2 separate regions of the Pan troglodytes genome follow, and region 1 is linked to region 2. Evidence: chromatin contacts called from public Hi-C data. All regions are on one chromosome and are shown on one strand. The core of a region is the stretch at or near the end of the contact, and the rest is flanking DNA. Distances in the headings are between cores, read along the strand shown.

The links. A called contact is a pair of places that touch in the nucleus more often than the background predicts.
Region 1: a Hi-C map of stem cell-derived neural progenitor cells shows a contact between it and region 2, with 4 times the contacts expected there. The contact joins the promoter of TMEM39A here to the promoter of ARHGAP31 in region 2. A contact is called at or near these places in 1 of 7 Hi-C or Micro-C datasets (stem cell-derived neural progenitor cells) and 1 of 1 datasets of contacts at active chromatin or transcription factors (stem cell-derived excitatory neurons).

The regions. Positions count from the first base shown.
Region 1 is chr2:122,769,264-122,773,149 of NHGRI_mPanTro3-v2.0_pri, reverse strand. TMEM39A (transmembrane protein 39A) reads left to right here and starts at 2,533. Exons shown (of 10, transcript NM_001246435.1): 1 at 2,533-2,607; 2 at 2,741-2,877.
Region 2 is chr2:122,593,203-122,597,437 of NHGRI_mPanTro3-v2.0_pri, reverse strand. It overlaps ARHGAP31 (Rho GTPase activating protein 31), which reads right to left and starts at 1,463. Exons shown (of 12, transcript XM_001162142.7): 1 at 265-1,463. The coding sequence starts at 364.

The DNA.
Region 1 (3,886 bases), core at 1,284-3,783, 170 kb before region 2:
ACACTTAGCTTAAAACACAAGCACATTGTACAGCCATACAAAAATATTTTTTCTTTCTTTCTTTTCCTTCCTTCCTCCCTCCCTCCCTCCTTTCTTTTCTTTTCTTTCTTTCTTTCTTCTTTTTTTTTTTTTGAGACCGTCTCGCTTTGTTGCCCAGGCTAGAGTGCAGTGGTGCTATCTCAGCTGACTGCAACCTCTGCCTCCCAGGTTCAAGCAATTCTCGTGCCTCAGCCTCCTGAGTAGCTGGCATTACAGGTGTACACCATAACACCTGGCTAATTTTTGTATTTTTAGTAGAGACAGGGTTTCGCCATGTTGGCCAGGCTGCTGTCAAACTCCTGGCCTCCCAAAGTGCGGGGATTATAGGCATGAGCCACTGCATCCGACCTATTTTCTTTATTTCTATCTTTATTCTATAAGCTTTTTTCTATTTCTAAAATGTTTTATTTTGTTTTTTACTTTTTAAACTATTTTGTTGAAAACTAATATGCAAACACACACGTGTGTGTTTGGGTCAGGCCTATGCAGGGTCAGGATCATCAATATCACCATCTTTCACCTCCACATCTTGTCCCTCTGGAAGATCTTCAGGGGCAAGAACACACATGGAACTGCCATCTCCTATGATAACAATGCCTTCTTCTGGAATACCTTCTGAAAGACCTGCCTGAGGTTGTTTCACAGTTAACTTTCATTTTTTTAAAATAAGTAGAAGGAGTACAATCTAAAATAACAATAAATGTATAGTATAGTAAATATATAAACCAGTAACAAAGTAATTTATTATCATTATTTAGTATGTTATACTGTACATAATTGTATGTGCTATACTTTTATACAACTGGTAGTGCAGGTTTGTGTACACCAGGATACATTGCACTACAACATAAAGACAGCTACATCATTAGGCAATAGGAGTTTTTCAGTTTTATTATACTCTCATGGGCTCACCATCATTTATGTGGTCTTTCATTGAAACATCATTATGGGACACATGACTGTATTTAAAAATGAAAAAAAAAACAGAATGGTTGTACGAGTACTGGAAGTACAGTTTCTACTGAATGAGTGTTGGTTTTGCACCATCATAAAGTTGAAAAATTGTGAGTCAAACCATCCTAAGTTGGAGACTTGTGTGTATTCCTAAGTGACAGCTCTGTGGTACATTAGGACATTAGGAATATTTGGGAATATTAGCAACTTTACTGGTTTCAATATCAGTCATTCTGGCTCTAAATTCTGGTTCTGGCTCTTATTAGCCAGGCTATTTTCTTTTTTTTCTATTATGATTATTATTATTTTTGAGACAGGGTCTCTCTCTGTTGCCCAGGCTGGAGTGCAGTGGCACAATCTCGGCTCACTGCAAACTTGACCTCCAGGGCTCAAGTGATCCTCCCACCTCAGCCTCCCAAGTAGCTGGGACTACAGGTGTGAGCCACCATGCCCGATTTATTTTTTTACTTTTTTCGTAGAGACAAGGTTCCACTATATTGCTCAGGGTGGTCTCAAACTCTTGGGCTCAAGCGATCCTCCTGCCTTGGCCTCCCAGTGTTGGAATTACAGTCATGAGCCACCCTGCCTGGCCAGGCAGGCTATTTTCAACAAGCTACTTAACTTCTCTTAACTTCAGTTTCTTCTGTAAAATAATAACCATAGTAGAAGCTATCAAAATGTGAGATTTAAATGAAATGTGTAAAGCTACTAATCCAGTGCCTGACACAACAAAATTCTTAATAAAGGTTAATCATTCAATCAATACAAACAACTTTCTATTAAGGAGATTAAAATCTCTGGAGTGAAAGATTACACAAATGCTCCTCTTGACACTCTTACTCTTCTTCTAATACCAAACTATTGTCAATTCCTGAACTCAAGATGACGTTGCTCACAGATCTTTACCTTTTTATCTGCCACTTCTCCAGGAGGACTGCCATTCTCCCACAAAGCCCCTATGCCTTTGTGGAGTCTTGGCTGAAACCCCAAGCTCTCTGCAAAGCTTTTCTTGATATTGACATCACCACCATCCCACAGAATTCATTAGTGTTACATGCTATCTCTGGACCTTGGACATACTTTTAATATTGTAACAAATGGTAATTACTGTATTTTCTTAGTGTCGCCTCTCTTCCACTAGACTCTGAGCTTTTGTGGTATTCGCTTTGTAACCACAGCATCTGTCTAGTTCTTAGCAAACAATAAGCGCAGGGTTGGATGCTGACGCATGACTTCATGACTTGGGCTCCCTCACTTAGCAGTAACGTGACCCTAGGTGACACCTCCTAATCTACACTCATCTGTAAAATGGCGGTGATAACTTGTACATGGTTATTACATGGAGTCCAAGAGACAGCAAGAAGGATCAGTAGCATGGTGCCCGCACCTCGTAGCCGCTAGCTGACTGAGGCCGAAAGAGGAAATGCTTTGGCCAACACTGGCCGGAAGGGGCGGGACCGCGAGTTAAGAGGAGAAGGCGCGCCCCACTGCGCAGGTGCAAATGGTAGGGTTTGTCGTGCCGGCTGGTTCCGGGGGCGCACTCGCGGCTGGGGCAGACCGCGGTCGCGTAGCTGACGTCATCGCCGTGCGCTGCCACGTCTGCTCAGCTCCGCGGTAATGGAGGCTAGGGATGGGTGCTGAAGTATCAGGCTCTGGCTCTAGCTTTAGCTCTGGCACTGGAACTGCCTCGGAGTCTGGGTCTGAGTCTGGCAGCCCGAAGCCTGGACACCTTTTCTTGATTCTCTAGGCGGGGGCTGCCTGCGTCCAAGCAGCTGGTTTGCAGCGTTCCAACGCTGGGAGGGAGTTCCCTTACCTGGGGTCCAGTCTGTAAAGTTGTCGCCGCTTTCTAGGGATCCCGCCCCACCGGCTGGGACTCTTCCATGCGTGAGTATTACTGAGCTGCCCCAAGGTCCGGCTGTCCTGGACCTGCCTCGGCCCTCTTGGGTGTGCGGCGGAGACTGCTTTGTCTACCTTTCTGCCGACTTCTCTTAGGGACCAGTCTGTTGAAGTTTGTGGTCTCCTGCAGTCCACCACACCGCATACTCTCACCTCTTCCGTCCCGGTTTTTTCCCTGCACTTTTCTTTCCCTTTGCTTGTTAATGGAGCAAGGACCAGCAGCCCCTGCATCCAGCGGTTTGAATGCTTTGTTTGACTTGGGGTTAGTTTACAGCCGAAGGCTGTTAGGAATAGGGAGCATTTGAAAACACGGGTTTTTTCCAGTGTCATCCTTGGGTTTTAGTTGTATTGTTTAGGAAACATTGGTATCCATGTTGACAGAATCATGATTTTTGCCGTAGAATGATGAAAAGAGCTTTTTTTTTTTTTTTCCAGTGAGGATCTTTATCTTTTACTTGCTTCTTAATCTTGCAGTTTCAGTAATTTCTATATGATTTTACACCAGCTTTTCTGGAGCGGGCATCCCCTTGAAGAGTTTCTTTCAATATTTTAACCCTAACATATAGAGATACCACTCGAACAGTTTTACTTTTAAACTGTTAAAAGAACTACTGGTACCCTTTCATTCCACTTCCTCAGTCCTGACAACCTCTGCAGAACAGGGGACACTCCCCCCCCGCCCCCCCCTTGAAGAAACACACTCAGAAGAACACACTCAGAAGTTAACTTATCCGGATAAGGTCAGATAATATGTGACCATCTGAGCTCACAAGCCATATCCCTTGATAACAAAACCTAACGTTTTATAAAGTGCCAATTCTTCTATATTTCAAGTAGTTTAAGTGTGAAACATTTAGCTGGAAATGTATAAGGTGTGATGTTTCTTGTAAACTTCTATTTGATTATAATATCTTACAGATGATACAAATCAGTTGGCAAAAGACACAAATCATCACTTGCCTAAAGCTGAACAGAGCTTAGATCAGAACTTAGGCTT
Region 2 (4,235 bases), core at 214-2,713:
GCGGCAGTACCACCCATTAACAGCTTGTGTGAGGCAAACGGAAGGACTGACACAGCAGCCTCTGCGCGTCGGGACAGCAGCGCTGTGCACCTTAAGAATCGTTTGTGTTCTTTAAAAAAAAAAAAGAAAAAAAAAGTGCAATGAGCGCACAGGCCTGGAATACATTAACTTGTGAACCGACTCTGACACAACTCGAGAGAGTCCGTCTCTCCCTCAAACAAAAAGAAGGTGGGGGGGCGGGGGAGAAAGGCCAAGGCACATTACCATCCTGTCCCGAGCTTTCCAGATACTCCGTCAGGTCACAGCCAAACGCGCTGGCGGCTCCCTTTCGTTTCAGCTTCTGCTTAGCACCCTTGTTCTTCATGAGTTAGTCCCAAAGAGGCTGCCCCTCCGTCTCTGCCGCCCCTCTGCTTGGCACCGCTGTAAGATGGGCTCCCGGGCTAGATCACCGGCTGCCCCGCGGCTCGGGGGGGCCGCATCGGAAGATGGAAGAACTTGGGCTGGGGGCCCTGCGCATGGACCCCGCGGGCCGCGGGCCGGCAGAGCCTGAGATCCACCCTGCGCCGCTCCGGGGCCGCCGTGCCGAGGCCGTGCAGACTGGCAGCCGCGGGCCGGCTCGCCTGGGAGTGTCACTTCCTCACTCGGAGTCCTAGGGACTTTCACAGGCTCCTGCGGTGTCTTCGGGTGTTTCTCCTCCGCTTAGGAGGGAGGGCAAGCTCTCCCCCCGCCTTCCTAAGTGCCCCGGAGAGGACGCGGACGCGGGGCGAGGAGACTGCCCAGGGGGCTGCGGTGGGTCCTGCGCCCTGGGCCCGCTGTCTCGCCTTCAGACGACTTTGGTAGAGCGAAAAACAAGCATCCTGTCCCTGCTGCCCGCCCTCACGCCTTCCTTTTTTTCCTGTCTTACAAATCCTAGGATCATCCAGCTCAGGAAATGCTGGAAGGAAGTTAGCTAGGGAGGGGGGCGGAGGGTGGAAATTTTTGGCAGCTCGGTGCTTGTGAGTGTGTGGAGCTAGAGGAAGTAGGTGGGTGGGTTGAGGAGCACGGGGTTGGGGTAGAGAACGCGTTCTCCCGAGAGCAGTTCTGCGACTCCAGAGATAACTGGGCAGCCCCGGAGGAAATCGCGCTCTCCTCGCAGGACCCGCAGCCGCAGCCGCCGCTTCCTGCCCCGCCGAGCCGGCTCTTTGAAGTGGCGGGAGGAGGTGCGCTGGCATTCTGCGGGGACCGTGCTGGTTGGGACTTTCAGAACCCTCTGCCCTGGTTTTATCCTCATTGTCATCGTATCTTTGACACTTTCTATTTCGGTGCCCGCCTGTCTGCTACGCAAATACTTAAAGAGTAATGACAGAGACAAACAGGGGACTCCAGCGGAGAAACCTGACAGGCAGTGGCTTCACGCCGGCCACTCCCATCCCAACCTCCTCTGCAGCGTTCGTGCACCCCCACCTCAGCTCACTCCCCTCCCACGCTGGGGTAAAGATACCCCTGGGCAAAGAGAGGCTGCAGCTTTGTAACCACTGCCCAGGAAATCAGATTTCTGGTTACATATTCAAGACACATACATACACACACACACACACACACACACACACACTACTGCAAAGTTTTCTAAATGGAAGTGATTTGGGGGGGACAAACCAGGATTTAAGATGCCTCTGACACATGAAATGTGAAGAAAGCAGTCTCCCAGGTTCTTTCATAATTTGTTTCAAGTTGTTTCAAGAGGGCATGTTTTTTTCTTCTCCAGTTAGATTTTAAATTCTTTAACTTCTGTGTACTCAACACACAGAAAGCACTCAAATTCTTGTGATTTAACCATTTGAGGATTAGATGAAACTTCCTGTATAAATTCAAATCCATATACAGGCTTGAAGGATAGGGGCATATGTCATACAGCTCAGATTGCTGGCAAAGCTGCATCCGTAGCATTTTAGGTACTGAATCCCTTTACAGTCACTGTCTCTCTATGTATCACCTTAACAGTCTATGAACTTTGACCCTTGACATTTTCTCTATGTCAGAGGTCACAACTTGATAGCCAGCCTGCCAGATCTGGCCCATAGATGTACTTGGCTGGCAGACACCATGCTTTAACACGTTTTAAAATTAGTAGCTAGCATTAAAAAGTTAAGAGATTTCACATAAGATCTGAATTTCTGGCTTCTCTTGAAAAAATGGAAGATCTAGTTACACCACAAGTGCATTCCCATATGGCAAGGACGGCTGATGCTGAGTTGTGGCAGGCCCCTTGGAGGCACCCTCTTTAGAGAGACGACTCTTGCAGTTTTGCAGACCCCACGGCCTGTCTTCCCCCTTTTGCACCTGCCTGGCCTCTGCTGCCACTTGAGTTTGCAGCCCAACCTCTATGAATTGTCTTTCCTGTTTTTCATTTTCCATCTCTCAGTGACACTGAGAAGCATTTGCCCCAGTCATCTTGGTGAAATGTCTTCAAGTAACCACAGACTCATTTGTCTCCTTCCTCTCCCACCTGCAAGGTAGTCCCGCCCAGACGATGAGCTCTTCACCATGCCTCTCAGCTTGGTTTATTCCTTTCCAGGCCCACTCAATGAGGACCATCCACTCCTCAATTATTAAAGTAACTCCTAGTGGGATTTGTTGAGTCCAATCTCCTCCACTTCCTCCATCCTATGTATTAAAAGCTTGAGGAGTCATCTTGAAGGATTGCTGTTGTTATATGCCTGCCTGCCTTGCTGAAAACCTTTCAATAGCTCCCCGAGTCCTACTTTTAGGGCAGCAATTTCTAAGCATTTTGTAAACTGCTTGGAGAGTATCTGATAAGGTATTTGGTACAATGGCTTGTTCCTCCCTTTATTTATAGAGAAGCAGCTCCATATGGGACTATAATGATCACTATTAGCATTTGCTTAGCAGTTTACTTCAGCAAGGACTTTTGCATTCATTCTTTCATCTGACTTACGTGGTGGATTTCATCATCTTGTCAGCAAAAGAGAGAGGCTGAAAGAGCCCCTTTTCTGAGTGCAAATAATGGAGAAATTGCCAAGCCCTGTTAATTACCTTTTTAAATATTTTAAAACTTCCTTTTAATGTTTCATTTTCAAGTAATTCCAGCTTATAAATAATTTACAGGCCAGGCGCAGTGGTTCACGCCTGTAATCCCAGCACTTTCGGAGGCCGAGGTGGGCGATCACGAGGTCAGGAGATCGAGACCATCATGGCTAACGCGGTGAAACCCCGTCTCTACTAAAAATACAAAAAAATTAGCCGGGCATGGTGGTGGCAGGCGCCTGCAGTCCCAGCTACTTGGGAGGCTGAGGCAGGAGAATGGTGTGAACCCGGGAGGTGGAGCTTGCAGTGAGCCGAGATGGTGCCACTGTACTCCAGCTTGGGCGACAGAGCGAGACTCCGTCGCAAAAAAAAAAAAAAAAAAATTTACAAAAAAATAGTCAAGGAATTCCCATATACCTTTCACCCAACTTCCCCAAATATTAATATCTTATACAATGAGAGTATAGTTATCAAAATTAGAAAGTTTATATTGATACAATAATATTAATCAATCAACACTTTCTTCAAGTCTGAATTAATTTTTAAATTACATACAATTTTTATTAAATATGGTCTTTCTCATAATGAAGGCTATCAGTTAAGCATGCAAACAATAATTTACAAGTAATTCTCAAAATACTTCAAAAATACTTCATAGTATAACTTTAGCTATGTACAAAATCCCCATAATCACCATCAAACCCGGCAGTTGTAGTTTGTTGAAAAACAGGGCTGTCTAGGTGAAGCAGTGAGGCCAGTTAGTGACCTTAACATAGCCCTGAGATTCTTCTATGCTTTACTTAGAATTTCCCCGAATGCCTCTGGCATCATAGGATTTTCAACCTGGAATGGCCTGATGGACATTTTGATCCCTGCTTCATGTTAAGTTGGGTTCAAGTTTGTAAGAGTTCAAGATGGAGGTAATACTGAGCACCTAGCAAAGTGTTTATTATTCCTGTGCTGATTAAACAAACCTTATCTGAAATGTACACGTGATGTGCATTTCAAGGTTATCTTGATGATAACTCATTATTCACACCAAATGGTGGGATGAATTCACAATATTTCAACCGAGATAATGAAGTCACATGGTGACAACCTGATTTGGGGAGTTGGAAAGCTGTCCCCCTCCCTATTTGTTTTCTGCCCCCTCTTAATGTTGAGTATGTCCTGCGATAGATGCCAAACTTGAATCTAGTGCTTGTTTTAGA